2 separate regions of the Drosophila melanogaster genome follow, and region 2 is linked to region 1. Evidence: chromatin contacts called from public Hi-C data. All regions are on one chromosome and are shown on one strand. The core of a region is the stretch at or near the end of the contact, and the rest is flanking DNA. Distances in the headings are between cores, read along the strand shown.

Region 1 (4,358 bases), core at 1,288-3,787:
TATACCCCATTAAACTATGTGTAAAAGCGGTGTGACAACATTTTTGCTCTTGCACTAGGTAAAGAGCCTGTAAATGGGTTCCACAGTCCAATATCTTTAAAAGATTCGTAAACTTTGTAAAACATGGCATCTCAAAATAGAAATAATTAAGAAATCCTTAACAGTTTTAAATAACTCTTATAGCATATCCCATAAACATATAAAAGGTAATTCACGCAGTTCACGCCAACGATGCTCTACTGTATGCCCGCGCTCTTCTCATTTTATTTCCTTTTTTTGTTCATCAAAAAGGAATTTCTTGAGATTTTTCGCTGCGGCTGCTCCTGCCTATTGGACTGGTCTTGGAAACTGGAACCCTTTGCCCCCACTGGGTAGGAATGGACCGGGGGCAGAAATGGGGGCTGCGATGAGCAGGCGACGCATGCGCCAAGATCTCTGGGATGGACACGCTCTCCGCGACGGACTCTCTCTTATTTAGAGCCTGTCTTGTGCTGCTGCTTATTCGCATTTCGAGTTGATTTGCCTGGAATTTTATTTCCTTCAGGGGGCGGAGGGAGTGGAGGGAGCTCTGCAGGCGCGTTGAAGGAACAGAATGAATCACGGAATCGTCCAATTTATACACGAGTTCTCTTTGTTCCTTTGCGAATCAAACTTGTTTCTTATCTCCGGCAATTTACTATTGTTATGAAATATACGGATTCTTTTTCGGGTAATACCAATATTAGTTGCTTTGAGTTTTTAATTCCATTGGATAAATAATATGGTCTTTAAGCTTATTAAATAACTTTATTAAAGATTATAGTCCATTTTTCCATACTAACCATACTTTTCCATACTACATATATCAATGTAAGTATACATTTTAAAAGATCTGATTGCCACGATATGGATTTTCTTATCTTTTTTGCATTAAGAATGGCACTACCTCAACCATTTCGCACTTTAAACATCGCTACAAATTAAAATTTGTACTATTTGAATGACACCATATGGGAAGGCAATAAGTTATAATAAGCCTACTAAAGTACCAGAGTTCTTGAAAATATCTTTAAGTTTTTTTTTTAATATCCTTCACTTAAAGCGTATTTCAAAATTAAAAAAAAATTTTTATGATCTGAACATTTCACCCACAAGAAGTAATTATAACTTTGTTTAAAATTTAAATATTTACAATAATAAATATTTCTCGACAGGTATTTATTAAGCCATTGGTATATAATATCGGACATACCGTTACTGGGTTTTTGGGGAATTTCGATGGCATCGATTCCTCTCGCTTGGAAAATGTGTGTCACAGCACTGCAATTCGGACTGAATTGATCGATGATCGAAGACCCTGCTACGCCACCCGCCGGATTGGGGGCGGCAAGGGCGGCCACTTGGGGGGCGGGGCCATTGTCCGCTTGTAAGGTGGGCGGCAAGTGGGTGGTGAGTAGTAATAGTAGAAGAGGACTGCTGAATATCACAAGGCGGGCAGTTGTTGTTGCTGTAGCTTTTCTTCTGCAATGCAGATGTTGTTGTTGTTGCTGCTGATGTAGCATTTTGATAACTCTTTCTTTATTTTAAGGGGAAAGAGAGAGCGAGAGACAGGGCTAATTTCACCGGCGTTTGTTGTCGTTTAGTTTCGATTGGGATTCAAATCGTTTTGACTGTGTTTGTTCTTTTTGCGGTAAATAATTTTGGCAAACGCAGGCACCCACACTGAAATACGCACACTAATACACCGCTTTGTTTGCCGGCATTATTATTATTATGAAACTTATTTTTGTCGTTTGCGTTTATCAGTGCGCATTTTGCGTTCAGAAGCAATTGAAGTGCAACATGGTTGTCGGGTGTTATTAAATCGGGATTATTAACAATTAACAAATAGCGGCACACGCACTGCACATAGACGCACTCGCTCCAACACACACGCACCCGCGACGACGAAAGGCGAATTGAAAGCAAAGCGCGCAACGCAGGAAGAAGCAGCACAGCGCGTGCTCGCGAGTCGGCTATAAAATTTTGACTGAGAAGTCTCTTTGAATTTCGACTGCTTACCGTCGATTCTTTTCAGCCTGCGCTTATCGATTGGTGACCGCGGCTATCGATGTCTATCGCCTTACACCGTTTTTAGGTATGTACAGTGTCACTAGGCTATGAGAATTCCATTCTGGGAAACGTTTGTTAGAAAGTTGTGAAATTTAAAAATAAAATAACGAAAGTTTTACAAGAAATAGATTGGTCCTGTTAATACATACATACATATAAATTATTATACATATACAATTATACATACCATAAATTTTTTTTGTTTGCAAACACACGACTGTATATTTATTAATTGGTTGGTAAGCTAAATGGTTTTTGAATAATTTAATCACAAAAAGTAAAACTTCCATGTCGCGCTTATAGGCGAGATGAATGCCTATTTAATCACATTTAAAATATTTTGTGTACAAAACAAATAGTGTGGACATCTAAATTTATTCGAAATATGTGACATCGATAAAGGAAGGTCCACACTATCGAAAGCCACTATCTAGCCGCATTGTTCATCTCTAAACCAGCTGTTTTGGCGGCAACCAGTTTTGGTCTGAAGCAAAACAATGTTTATTTAAATAAAACGCAATTTAAATAACAGCCCAAGTATGGCGCATGAAAGCGCTGTGCACGAGGCGCTGAAAAAGCATTTTGGCCACTCGAAATTCAAATCGGATCTACAGGAAAAAGCCGTGAAGTGCGCTGTTAAAAGTGAATATTGGCCAAATTCTTACCCAATCTCGCAGATAATACCTCTCGTAATTCTCTTACAGAAAAGCAGGATGTGTATGTGTCGATGCCCACGGGCTCGGGTAAATCCCTGTGCTTCCAATTGCCTGGTTTGATGTCAGAGAATCAAATAACCATTGTTTTTTCTCCGCTTTTGGCTTTGATTAAAGATCAGATAGATCATTTAACCAAACTGAAAGTGCCGGCGGATTCTTTGAACTCCAAGATGAGCACCAAAGAAAGGGATCGTGTTATAATGGACTTAAAGGCCGTGAGAACCAACCTGAAGTTTCTCTACATAACCCCGGAACAGGCCGCCACCAAGTTTTTTCAAGACCTGCTGCAAACCCTCCATAAACACAATAAGCTTGCCTACTTTGCAGTCGACGAGGCGCATTGTGTTAGCCAATGGGGACATGACTTTCGACCGGACTATCTAAAGCTGGGGGAGCTGCGTTCCAAATATTCCGACGTCATCTGGTTGGCTTTGACTGCCACAGCTTCAAGGGAAGTCAAGGAGGATATATATAAGCAGTTGCGCCTCCACCAACCCGTGGCTCAATTTAGCACTCCTAGCTTCAGGAAAAACCTCTTCTATGACATTGTTTACAAGAATTCTATCGAAGATGACTTTCAGCACCTGGCAGATTTCGCCAGACACTGCTTGGGCAATCCGAAGGAGTTTAAGGATACACCCAAGCCACAAAGAGGCTGCGGAATCGTATATTGCCGGACTCGAGACCAAGTGGAGCGCATGGCGATAGGGGTAACTAAACAGGGAATCGGAGCAGTAGCCTATCACGCTGGTCTGAAAACAGGAGAACGTACTGAAGTCCAGGAAGCGTGGATGCGGGGTGATCAGCCCATTATATGTGCAACCAATAGTTTTGGAATGGGTGTGGACAAACCAAGTGTGCGCTTCGTTATCCACTGGGATGTACCCCAAAATGTGGCTGCTTATTATCAAGAATCTGGTCGCGCTGGACGCGATGGCTTGCAGTCATATTGTAGATTATACTACGGACGGGAAGACGTCCGGAGTATACGTTTCCTTCTTCAAAACGATGCCCACAGAGCCAGGGGTCGTGGTGACAAAGAGCTGCTTACGGAGAGAGCTATCAAACAATTTGAGAAGATCACGGAATTCTGCGAGCGAACAACCTGCAGGCATAAACTCTTTTCGGATTTCTTTGGAGATCCAACTCCAGATTGTAGTGGGCAATGCGATGTCTGCAAGCGTCCCAAGAAAGCGGAAAAAGCACTGGAGATTTTTCATCGATTATGTATGGATGATGCCTTTAAGTCGCACATTTCGCTACAGGATTGCGCAGATCTGTATGAGGGTGAGTTTTAAAACTTCGTTATCTTTTTAGCTATTTCTGATCTTAAAGCCATATTTTTATACCCGTTACTCGTAGAGTAAAAGGCTATACTAGATTCGATGAAAAGTATGTAACAGGTAGAAGGAAGCGTTTATGTATGGATATTCTTTACCAGGATTACTATCCGAGTCGATCTGGACATCCGTTTGTCCGTCCATATGAACGTCAAGGTCTAAGGACCTAGCGGGATCTCTGGAATGATTTTTTTTATTTAATTATATGTCA
Region 2 (4,358 bases), core at 947-3,446, 81 kb after region 1:
TGAATGCACCCTGAAAAAAGGTATAGGGCATTCCTGACGACAAGGAAGTAGAAAATGGGTGCCAATGTAAGTGAAACCTATCTATTCAATGGTTTAATCACCATCACGATATATCTTAATTTTTCACAAATCTAAATGAAAAGCTCTTCATTGAGATAAAATTCCCAGTCTCCATAACGTACATATACTACGCCCCTGTGCCATCTCATCTGGTCTATGCCGATAAAAATGACCGGCAACTGCAACGAGGCACTCAAGTAACCACTTCTGTATGCACGCAGGGATCTCTCGAAACCGGCTTTCAACTAGGCAAGCAACTTAGCCGGCCGGCTCTTTTGCCCCTAACCCCTTTCGAAACCCCTTTGTCCGCAGAAACCCCCTTCATCAGCGAGGTTCAATGGGATGCTGCGTTGGCAGTCGAAGAAGAAATGAAGAAAGTGCGCATTCAAAGTACGTTTTTGTTTAACAGTCGTTGAGGCTCTTGAGAGACAAAAAGCGTGATCTCTTCAGAGAGTTGCATTATCATGGGCTTCGAGATGTGATTTCAAATCAGGCATTACGAAAACATTTCCCTGATCAAAAAAGAAAAAGACTCGAATGTCCATGCCTATGCACCGAACCGCCATGAGTGAATGTACACCGAGCACGCACACCAAAAATAGAGCATAGATAAAACTCAAATACATATACAGTCTCTATATAAAGGAGGCCCAACCACAATTTCGAGTTCCGAATAGTCGAGCCTGAGACTGCATTTTTGAGCAGACTTGGTTGCATTCAGCGGTTTCCGCTTGTCTGGGACAGTTTTGATGTGGGTACGACAGATATCATGTGGGTCGAAACTGGCCTGAACTCTACATGCATAGATTGGAAAAGAAAAAGCGACGAGGAAAATCAATTTCAATGCTTCATTAGTTGAGTATTTGAAATTTTGAGCCTCTTACGCAGGTTTAGGTGTTGATTTCTATTTTAATAATGGCCTTACGCGCGAGTTTTATGGGATTGATGAGGAATTTTAAGCTATAATCACTAATGACTTGGACTATTTTTAATACGAATGCATTTATAATCAGCTGATAACTTATCAAAGCAGATAAAGTACTTTTTGAGACATAGACTTAGGTTTTATAGTATTTATTATTTATAAAAAATTTCAATTAATATAGTTGCATATTTTCCTTTTTTATTACCAAAATCGATTAAATTCGAAGAGCTTTTTATAAGTTCAGCAATGAAAATAGACTAAAAGTGTCTCATTCACGAGACCCTAATGGAAGGCCTAATTGATTTACATATGTCAGGGGAGCACCCTCACATAAAAGAAATGCGTGGGCAGACACATAAAACCAAAACCCACTCACAAATGAGTCGAGTGGTGAATAATGTCCCATATTCAATTGAGTGCGGAAGAGGCCCTTATAAATCTGTGTGTGAAATATCTTTTATAATAAAAAACAATTTAACTAATAATACCAATTCTAGTTCGTAAGGCTATAAATATTGAACTGAACAGACCAGAGGCTATAACCTATCGACTTCGATAAGATAAATATTTAAAAAGCTGAGACGGAAAAAGTGTTTGCCAAACTCCTTGAAATTCACTTGAGCGCCACGAGGCTCAGTGGGAAATTTGATTTTGGGAGATGGGATGCTTCCCGTGCATGTGATCATGTCTCGAGGGGCTGACACCCGTTTTGACTTTTGTCACCGCCAGTGGCGCCAAAACTAATCAAAGCAACTAGGACCGACGCTAAATCGAAACCACAACTACAATCACTGCGGAATACCAAAATGCAATCAAAATATGCAAGCCACGTCGATCAGGAGAGAGAGAGAGAGTGAGAGAGAGACCGGGGCTATTCTAGAAACCTAACGCGAGTTCAGAACGCTGAATTATGTATACCCTTTAAAGTACTAACAGAGCAGAAAACTTAACTGTTTTATGTGGTCGTTCATTAGTAGTAAAAATGGGATGATTTTATTTTATTCTGCTTTACTGTTATTTCTGTTTTCTGTTTTTATATACTGGCCTCTTGAATATATAACATTCTGATAACATTACAAACGCTCCACTAACATGTCTATATGTCTTGGAAGGGAATTCAAACAACCAATCTCTCTCTTTTTCTTTTTCTCTCTCTCTCTTTTTCTGTCGCCCCGATCAAGTCTTAACGGCAAGTTGCAGCAACAAACATTTTCATTCGTTTTCGCATCGTCGAAGCGTACGGTTCATAGGAGGAACGGAACGAAGCGGGGAACGCGACGGAAACTAGTTGCTGTTTTTTTGTCCGTGTTAAATAATTGACACAAGAAAATTTAGCTACACTTAAGCAAAGTCCGCGAAAAATCTATTAAAAATCGTTCGTCGTTTTGTGTGTGTGACCACGAAAAAAGTGCCCCGATCGGAGGATTTTAATAAATTCAATTAAGGTTCCGTCCCAACGATCGTTTTTCATTGTCTGACGCTCACGCGTGATGTACAAATGAAAAAGTAAAAATTTAAATAAGATCAAAGAAAGAAAGATCACAGTAAAATTTAAAGTGGATTGACTGCACAAGAAAAAGAAAAGTTCCTTACCTCCTAGCCAGAAGTCAAAAGTGAAGCGGAAAACAGAGTGGAGATAACAATTAACGGTTAGTTGTAAAGCTAAAACTACACAATAAACATATCATGAAAAACTTTATAAAACATAAGAAGGGGGGCATTTTATTATTTTGGGTATCAGCATTTACATCACCTTGTTTCGAATCAAACTGATTTTAACATGCATTTGGACCAAACTAACAACGTTTCGAATGTTATCTCTTATGGAAATGGTATTGCTATATTATACCATCATTAATTCCGATTCCACCTGAGATTAGCAATTAATATGAAATTTCATAAACATATATTATATATTCGGATCATGCATTCTATTTACACATTACTTTCCAATTAAACGTTCATTTATTGCCGCGCTTCGATTAGCAACAAAAACAAATCGTTAATTTTCTATATTTTTCCACAGGGGCTTCCATACCAAAGTTCCTTGTTTGTAGAGATCATTGTAATCAGCGCAGATCGAAGCCATATATAAAATGATTTCGCACAGTCCGCCCATATTCAGTCACAGTCCACCCGTTAGTTTTCTGGCGGACTTCATGAGCGGACATCCCCGTCAATCGTTGAAGTAAGTTTACAAAAGTATATAACTCATAAATAAATATAGCCAGCAATTGGACTAATTTAACACAGAATTGCTCTAAGTGAATCCACGAGTTTCGGCAGCCAATCAAAACAAATTAAATAGCCAAACATCATTGAAAGAGTACCAATTCTCAGGTTTTTTCATGTCGAAAGAAAATATTTTTTTAACTTTCTTATCGATTGATAAGGAACTAGAAGCATTTTCTGATGCATCATCTTTTATGAATTTAACAAGTGGTGTACGTGTTAATAAGAGAAACGATATAAATGTCTGATAACCTGAAAAACCATGTGATAGTAAATGAATTAAACTGAGAGATAAAAAATACATAACAGATAAAAATGATTAATACCCTTTTGCATTAGGCGTTCTCTCTGGCGAATATTTAAACAATAATTTTAAACATTCAAATTTAAAACAAATTTCAAAATACCCAAACATAACCCACATTAACAAAATAAACAGACCGGAATGCCGTAATTCCATTTAATGAATATAAGAACTCAGTTGTTTACACAATCCAGAAAAGGAATATTATCGATCTCTCGAGGGCTGCCCATATTGATTCACATGAAACACCTGTTTCAAGTGTCGTCTATGGAAATTTTAACACCTGATCAAAGGCAGGAAACATGTCTTACCCAATACATAGTATTAAAACCTGAGAACTATTCGAAAACACAATGAATGCAGGTACTAAAAATATTCGTGCTAAGGCTCGTTTTTGGTTGACAACAACAGATTGGCAAAATATGAAAAGCAAGCATTCAAGATCAAGGCAAGACAGAATACTGAACCAAAACAAACATTTCGCCGATTCTGAGGTGATCTTTCGCTGGTGGAGCCAACTGAGATTTGAAGATTCGTTCACGAGTCGTGGGGGTGACGCCAAAAATTTGCTTGGCGACAATTTGCGCGTGGCGCTTGACGCAACTTTTTTTCTCAGGGGCACACGAGCAAGCCGAAAATTTGACAAATTGGTAAAGGGAAGAAGGGTAATATCTATATATTATATTTATACAGAGGCGAGAGCAATTGATTGAATTAAAGCAATTTGCCGTGCTTCATTTGCTGCACGCGCTGCATTTTCATCATATTTGTTGAGAGTATTTTATTTTTGGGAATGATAAATATACAATACCGAAAATTCGTATAACTTATATTCGT

The links. Hi-C and Micro-C count contacts between places; a contact is called where the count stands out from the background.
Region 2: a contact with region 1 is called in a Hi-C map of the Kc167 cell line, with 2.8 times the contacts expected there. A contact is called at or near these places in 5 of 107 Hi-C or Micro-C datasets (the Clone 8 cell line, the D17-c3 cell line, the Kc167 cell line and 1 more).

The regions. Positions count from the first base shown.
Region 1 is chr3L:14,630,256-14,634,613 of dm6, reverse strand. It overlaps RecQ5 (RecQ5 helicase), which reads left to right and starts at 2,537. Exons shown (of 5, transcript NM_168591.3): 1 at 2,537-2,733; 2 at 2,796-4,094. The coding sequence starts at 2,631. It overlaps dlp (dally-like), which reads right to left and starts at 2,013. Exons shown (of 8, transcript NM_206353.2): 1 at 1,232-2,013. The coding sequence starts at 1,541.
Region 2 is chr3L:14,548,813-14,553,170 of dm6, reverse strand. It overlaps Gbs-70E (Glycogen binding subunit 70E), which reads left to right and starts at 2,196. Exons shown (of 6, transcript NM_001274913.1): 1 at 2,196-2,634; 2 at 3,012-3,173. The coding sequence starts at 3,082.